Linked DNA regions of Zea mays: region 1 is linked to region 2. Evidence: chromatin contacts called from public Hi-C data. All regions are on one chromosome and are shown on one strand. Each heading gives the region's core, a stretch centred on a gene start, on an enhancer-like site or on the middle of the called end of the contact. The rest is flanking DNA. Distances are from core to core; before and after follow the strand shown.

Evidence for each region. A called contact is a pair of places that touch in the nucleus more often than the background predicts.
Region 1: a contact with region 2 is called in a Hi-C map of leaf, with 4 times the contacts expected there. The contact joins the promoter of LOC103646666 here to the promoter of LOC100382953 in region 2. A contact is called at or near these places in 3 of 25 Hi-C or Micro-C datasets (ear and leaf).

The regions. Positions count from the first base shown.
Region 1 is chr2:89,231,161-89,235,107 of Zm-B73-REFERENCE-NAM-5.0, reverse strand. LOC103646666 (transketolase, chloroplastic-like) reads right to left here and starts at 1,904. Exons shown (of 7, transcript XM_008671369.4): 1 at 1,377-1,904; 2 at 733-823; 3 at 544-649; 4 at 162-444; 5 at 1-72. The coding sequence starts at 1,538.
Region 2 is chr2:88,916,246-88,920,478 of Zm-B73-REFERENCE-NAM-5.0, reverse strand. LOC100382953 (palmitoyltransferase ZDHHC20) reads right to left here and starts at 1,978. Exons shown (of 7, transcript NM_001175638.1): 1 at 1,662-1,978; 2 at 910-1,153; 3 at 730-821. The coding sequence starts at 1,874.

The DNA.
Region 1 (3,947 bases), core at 655-3,154, 310 kb before region 2:
ACCTAAAGCGTTACCATGAACACTATATGTGTTGGCCTTGTTCGGAGATCCAAAACCAATAGTGGTAGTCACCTATAATGTGCCATTTATCTCATGAAGTAGCACCAAAATGACAAGTAAATGAATAAATAAAACAACATTAATACCAGACTGCCAGTTACCTTGATAAGAGTTGGCTTGTCTTTAACTCCCTTGGCTTCGTTTATTGCAGTACGTATGTCATCATACCCAGTGTTGCCATTCTTCACCCAGATTGTATGCCACCCTAGTGCCTCATATCGTGCAAGCACATCTTCAGTGAATGCAATATCTGTATTACCATCAATTGATATGTGGTTGTCATCATAAAAAGCTATCAATTTTCCAAGGCCCCAGTGACCAGCAAGAGAGGCCGCTTCATTCGAAACACCTTCCATTTGGCAACCATCCCCAAGTATAACATACCTAGGTAAGAGCACCGAGTAGCAACACCATATTACCAACATCACAAATTGTGCATCACGAAAGTAATTCCAATTATAATGCAAGTGGCTAGTAATTTACGTGTAATGGTCCACGACTTTCATGTCAGTCTTGTTGAAACGTGAAGCTAGATGTTTCTCAGCAAGTGCTAGTCCAACAGCATTTGCAAAACCCTGCCCAAGAGGACCTACATGGCATCAGAAAAGTTTAGATATCAATTTAAGTATCAGAAGAAGGCAAAGCAAAATTTAAAATGTTTCAGCTGGCAACCTGTGGTGACTTCAACGCCAGGTGTTTCAAAATTTTCTGGGTGACCAGGAGTTCTGCTTCTCCATTGTCGGAAAGTTTTCAGATCGTCCATCTGCGCCAGTAAACATGGTTATCAAAATTATAAGCAGAGAAAGATCACCCGACAAAAGGAGGAATAGTCACATAGAAATGAGCATAAATGATTGGAAAGAAGAGAATAATAGGATAAGAAACAAAGTACACAATACCATGTTGGTGGATCGGTATTCACTCTGAAAAGCTTTCAGCTTATCAGCCTTTTCTGCTTTCCAGAACAATTTATTTCAATTTGCAAGCACTAAATTCGTAATACAGATCTCTACCATCTACGGATTTCGGTTCACAAAACTCTCTTTAAAGTCTCAAACCTTTGCTAAAAAATCCTAAAATAAAATCTGACAACGATGAGAGAGTTGCGACTTGCGTCGTCCAATTGATTGAGGTGATCAGTATCACTTGGCAGTTTCAGGACTAAAATAGTACATATTCAAGTTTTGCAGCCCGAAATTCTTCAACGCCGGTGTTTAGCAGCAAAACCCAAAATCAGACAGAGAGGTGTGTGCGTCTCTGTGTGCGTGGATAGGGTAGAAACATGGAGTGGGTTCTGTCAATACTCAATAGCTCACCTTGACGCCATTGTACCCAGCGAGGTGGAGGAGAGCGTACTGGATCATGCACCCGTGGCCGGCGGAGAGCACGAAGCGGTCGCGGTCGAACCAGGCGGGGTTCTTCGGGTTGAACCGGAGGAACTCGTCGAATAGAACGTGTCCCAGCGGCGCGCAGCCCATGGGGAGGCCTGGATGGCCAGAATGCGCCTTCTCCACGGCGTCGACGGCCAGGAACCGGATAGTGTTCACCTACTGCTCCACCAGCTCGGGCTCCGCCGGCTGGGTTCTTGCGCGGAGCACGGTGGTCAGCCGCGTGCCTGTCCTGGGCGCCGCAGCCAAAGGAAGGAGGCAGCGGGCGGGATAGCGGAGGAGGCGGAGTACGCCGCGGCCGGAGCCGGTCGCCGCGGCGGCGGAAGCGGTGGACGCAGGGGCGGTGGAGGCTGGTGTCACCATGGTTGCGGTCTGCGGACGGAAGGCGGATGCTTCTCGGACGCGCGTCGCGATCACGTTAATCGTTAACGAAGAGGGGCCAGTCAATGCGGCAGTGCGGAGGTGGCGTAGCGGCGTGACACCTAGTCCCGGAAAGTGTAGGCTGCTCACCAAATGTAGTGGGCCCGGCATGGAAGCAACTGAATTATGCCACGTCTCGCTTGACGTGTTTGCTCCGGGGCAATTACTGGTGGCGTTTGGATTGTTAGAATAGATAGATTGACGAACGGTACGGAGAATGGATTTTCTAATCGTAAAATGCGCATGCGCGACCGCACACAAATTATCAATAACATGTTAGTGCATAGCGAGAACAAACAACATATGTATTGAGCACCATTTACGCACTATGCATGGCCGGAAGTATTGAAGCCTGGACGGTCTGGCCGGATAGTCCGGTCATATATGTGAGTGTGAGGATACATGATAGTATAGATGTCCAAACGGGCCACCCGGCACGGACCCGGTCCGAACCCGTTTCGGCCCGGTACGAATAGGGCCGAGCCAGGCACGGCCCGTTGATGCTTCGGGCCGGGTCGGGCTGGCCCACGTGCCTAGAGACATGCCCAAACCCGGCACGCACAGGGAAAAATCGTGCCGGGCCGGCCCGTTGGCCCGGTGGGCCTCAACGGACCGGGCCGGGCACTAGCCCGAACCAACAGTAGAACGGTATATAAATACATATATTTAACATAATTAATCATATATAATAACATATTATTTATATATATTAAGACAACAAAATATTTATGTATGCATTTTATATATGTTTGGCCGCGTATTTAGTATTTACATATTATGAGAGAATTAAATGTATTTATATATTTAGTATTTACATAAATATGCGGGCCGCCGTCGTGCCGACCCATTTATCGTGCCGGGCCGGGCCAAAGCACGCGGGCCGCCGTATGTGCCCATACCCGGCCCGCTAAACGGGCCGTGCCGGCCCGGGCCCGTAACCGACCGTGCCGGGCCGTGTTTGGACCGGGCTAAATTCGTGCCGTGTCACGGGCCAAACGGGCGGCCCGCACTGTTTGGACATCTATACATGATAGTATTAAATGAGACGATTAAACTCATATTTCTTCACATGTTTATCTTTATAATCTCAGTAGAGCTGTTAAAGAACATCTAGAAACGAGTCTAGACACCTCCCACTTATATATTTGAAAGGATACGGCCGATTAAAACACCAACAATCGAATTATAGGTAATATATGTTATTTACCTTTTGCCATATGAGTACATAGTAACATAGTTTTCTTCTTCTCAATTTTCACCTCTCTTCAGTTCTAAGTCGTCTAAAGACGTCTTGGGTGGCATGCCAATACTAAGACAAAATCTAGGATCTCTCCTCTCCGACAGGATACCTCCCAAGAGCGAGATCCAGTTACTGTTGGTGAAGGCCGCCGCCTGCACATGCGCGAACTGTCCGACCATAAGACGCGGATCATCCGGCTTCGATGCAGAGAGACCTGCCGTGAGGTATTGGAATGGAAGGTTTGGATTCACACAATTCTTATGAGAAAAAATCATCCGTGGAAACAATTCCAAAATACTGAAAACCCCTAAATAGTAAACTACAACATGTGAGAATAGAATAAGCAAGCATAATTGTCGGGTACCGTAACTAGGGGTACCCCCAACACTCCTAAACATGGCTGGTAACCACCGTCAGCACAAATCGCAAAGCCTGATGTGTGCGGTTCAGGTCAAGGCTTCGTCTACAAAGGAACGCGATCTCGTCTCGTCCGAACCCGGCCTCGGGCGGGAACAGTAGTCCCAGACGAATTCACGCCTCGCCCGAGGGCCCCCTCAGGCAGTGGGCGCACCCTCGGCACGCCTGAGGCCCAACTCAGGTCAAGGCTTCGTCGAGAAGCAACCTTGGCCAAATCACCTCACCAACCGACCGTATCGCAGGCGCATTCAATGCGAGGATCGCCTGACACCTTATCCTGACACGCGTGCTTCAGTCGGCGAGGTCGAAGTGACCGCAGTCACTTCGCCCTTTCATTGACCGACCTGACAGGAAAACAGTGTCGCTCGCCCCGCTCCGACTGCTGTGCCACCCGCCAGGGTGAGGCTGACAACAGCCAAGTT
Region 2 (4,233 bases), core at 729-3,228:
CCAGGTCGACCAGAGGTCGATTAGTCGACCTAGTCGACGACTAATCGAGATTAGTCGTCTGGTCGTTCTCCCAGTTCAACTAGCTGGTCGAGCGACCAGAAAACATAGCATGGGGCTCAAACTCAACTCCTCTCTCTCCTTTTAATTTATTTGCCACCTCATCACTTTTGTAGATGTGTCACCATTAATAAATGAGGATGAAACCCCCACTAAGATTGTCATCGGCAGACCGTGTAAAATAGAGGATGTGGCACTATAGATGGCAATGTTTAACACTATTTACAGAGTGAAGTTTCAAATAGCGGATAAGATAGGGAATAGGATAGGGGAGTTGTTGGAGACAGCCTAAGATTGGCCTTGTGCAATACCATGGGGCCATCTTCCACCACTGGACAAGTTTTTTTATAAAAACTTATGGAGTGTTTGGTTTGAGGAATAATGTAGTCTATCATCTTCTCACTCCTCACTTTTTTGTTTGGTTTGTGGAATGGAGTGAGTTAATGCATCACCACCTCATTCCTCATAGTTAGTTGTTTAGTACTAATATGTGGAATGGAGTCATCCCACCAAATTTGAGTAATGGACTCATGATTCACCACTTCATTTTGGATAGAGTGATTCATCAAACCAAACACCTCATTAATGCATCAACCACAAACTTTGAAACCCAAAGGTCAATCTATCTTCCTACTCAAAAAGGAGCATATATCAGGTATAGTAGTATTATACCAGGAACAGAAGAAAGTATTTGTAGTTCAGTGCCCCAACACAATTAACCACCCACACACAATGATGATCCATCTTAAGAACACATCTTCCACCTGAAATCATGTAGAGGCAAAGCACACAAAAATGATATTAGTCGATTCATGACAGCTGGCAAAACATAAAGCTGATCCATATACTTACAAACAGAGCAATGGTGGCACCGAGGTGGCTTCAACTGGTTGCATTTCCTACAGTACCTAGCCCTTGGATTTGCCGTATTGCCAAGAGCCACAGATTGCTGTGAATTCATCTGGCTACTGAACTCTGAGCTAGTGAGAGGAGCAGTTTCTCCCCTCTCCGCATCAAAATCAAGATTCCAATTTGGTGGAACAGAACCAGGGTCAGTGAGCACCACAGAAAAATAACTCCATAAAAGCATAGCAAGCTGCAAAACAGAGAGTAAATTATCCTATTAGCACACTAAACAAAACTGAGAGAGAACGGTGTAACATAATTTTACTAGTGTTTACAGTTAACTATGTTGGTAGGCAAAGCACCAGAAGTTCAGCCAACCTTATGGTTCTATAATCAGTAGCGCTCAAATGTATTGGATTAGATCATCTAGGAAAGTTTATTTTTCTTATTAAACTTCTTTCAGCATAGTTGGCTCCATTTTAACATTTGACGTATCCTCTATTAAACAAACCTACCATGTTGTCAGAAAAAAATATTAGTAAAACAATAATTGTAGCCGAATCAAGACAGTCGCATCCAGTGATGTTCAAAATCCATACGATATAACAAAATTGCTCCCAAGAACTAAGATCGGCACCCAATGATACCCGATCCCGCTGATGTTAGCATCTTCACCACCAAAAGAGCAGATATTTCTCCGGAAGGACGACCCATCCGAATCTCCCCACCCCACTCCCTAGCTACGTGAGGCTACGCACCAGAAAGTGGAAGAGGAGCAGGACAGCGAGCGCGGCGAGAGTGGTGCCGCCGCCGGTGAGGAGGGCGGGGCCGTAGTTGCAGAGGACGACAGCGTAGTAGGTAACGCCGACGATGGCGAGGACGAGTAGGATCATGATGGAACCCAGCCCACGGAGAGCCGTGCAGAACCGGAACACGTTCCACGCCATCGCGACCCCCGCCGATCTGTACATGGTCCCCCCCGCTACCTCCGCCTCCGTCACGGCTGCCTCGGGCAACCAGGGAGGAGGACCGAGCAATACACCGGCGTCCCCCCGCTGGATGATCCAGAAACAAGGCGTCGGAGGAGGATTGGGAATTTGAGATTAAGGAAGACGAAGACGGGGGCAGCCGCCAGCCGGGCAGGTAGAGCTGGAGGTGGACCTCGCCGCGTCCTTGTTCCTTGCTTCTAGATTTGCTTCGGTGACGCGTTCTACGTTTTCCATGTCGCTTGGTCCTATTTTCAAAGCGAATTAATAACTGAATCCTTACGAAGTTCGCTGAAAATTGCTAAAAATTATGTCAAATCCCAAGTCTATTTCTGTGTACAACGATGAAGCATACGTAACAAAAACCCAGTGACGCGGTTAATATAAGGTAGTGTTTGGTTACTAGGGACTAATTTTTAGTCTCTCCATTTTATTCCACTTTAGTCTATAAATTGCAAAATATAGAAACTATGACTTTATTTTAGTTTCCATATTTGACAATTTAGTGACTAAAGTGGAATAAATTGGAGGGACTAAAAATTAGTCTCTAAAACCAAACACCCCATAAGTAGAATCTACGGTCGCTAAACTTTAGAATGATAAATCGAATTTTTCGTTTTTAGTGCATGTGTTGTAAATGAAAGCCGAAATGGTGTTTTCCATTGCATCAAAGCACTTAGCCTTCATTTTACTGCCAAGAATATAATGAATTTATGCCTTTGTTACGCGTGAAAAGAAGATGATGTTTTTTGCCTTCACCCCAAAAGCACTCATTTTGGTTTCACGTGTCACAAAGTATAGTACAACAAACACATAAAGTTTTTTATTACACAAATGCATTTACAAAGTTTTCTTACAGAAGAGTGTATTAATTCTCTTTCAAAACTTCATTTGTAACGTCATTATAAATTTTCAATACATCTTGGTCTATTGCCTTATTCATGATATCAATGAGGGCCAACGACTCCTTCAGCTCTGAATCATTTTCGGAAATATATTATTTGAACTCCGGTAGAAGGGCACCTATAACAAAAAAATTATTAAGAAAGCATGCATGATCAGAACAAGAGTTTTAGTAAACAAATAAGCAAAATACCATCGAGTTTTTTAACCTCTGCGCTTCCTTACTTGCTTCGGCTTCCTTAGCGGCCTTATTCACCTGGACAAACAATACGTGTAAGCAATAGAACTAGAAAAACAACGAAGCAAAAGTCAAATATCAAATAGAAACCTTTCCTATATTCTTTTTAGCAGCTTCTGAAAGAAACGCAGACGTCTAAGAGGGATGGATGAATTAGGGCTTCAAGAAATCTATTTAATCTAGGCCACAAATAAATCTCCTAAACAAATCTATGCAAATAACTAAACAAGAATATGCAAACTAGATTTTGTCTAAGTGTTGATATCTCTACCGCAAAAGAGTTATGCAATCTAAGATTCAATCCTAAATATCCTAAACTAGGAATATAGAGTTTGAAACTTAAGTACTTAATGTAAATGCGGAAACTAAAGAGCAAATGTAGAGAATGTAAACTCATGTGTCATGTCAGTATTTTTACCGTGGTATCCAGAACCGCGCAAGGTTCTGACTAATCCTCATTGGTGCCCCTACGTAAAGGGTAGTCCACGCGAGTGCCAAGCACCACAGTCAAGTAACTCCGTACAGAGTCGTGGACCTTCTCCACGCGCAAGGAGTGCTCCGCTTCCGACTCCTCTCGGATGCTCCCCGACGTCTCCACTATTGAGCCTTTAGTTGAATCGTCGTGGGCCTCGATCCCTCCGGTACATGATAGCGGCCGCACTACAAATGTGGTTGATGCGGTCTCGCAAGACTCTCGCCTCACTCAGTACAATATTACAACGGCTCACGCAAGAGCCGAGAGGTTTGATGGGTTTTAAACTTACTCAACTAACTAGGAATAGCATAGAGCAAGCACATAAGCGGTCTAACTAACCTAAGCACTTCGCAAAGCAGCTATGCTAATCACCGAGTGATTCTATTAGACAATTGGGTGTTTGAAGCCTTGGAGATGTGTATCACATGTGTTGGTATGTTGCTTGAGATCCCACACAATCAATGGCTAGCCAAAGGGGTATATATAGAGACCTCACTCAAAAGTAGCCATTAAAGGAATTATGCTAGTCTATGCCGCACCAGACCGGTCTGGTGCCTTCACGTCAGCAAGCCATTGGCTGCTGACATCTACAGTGCCGGTTAGGTGTGCCACCCGCGTGGTCTGATGCACGCCACATCAGCTAGTCGTTACCTACAGTTGGGACCGATCTGGTGCCCCAACTCGTTGAAACCCCGAGAGCAGCTTCCTGGCAAGCTGGTCTGGTACAT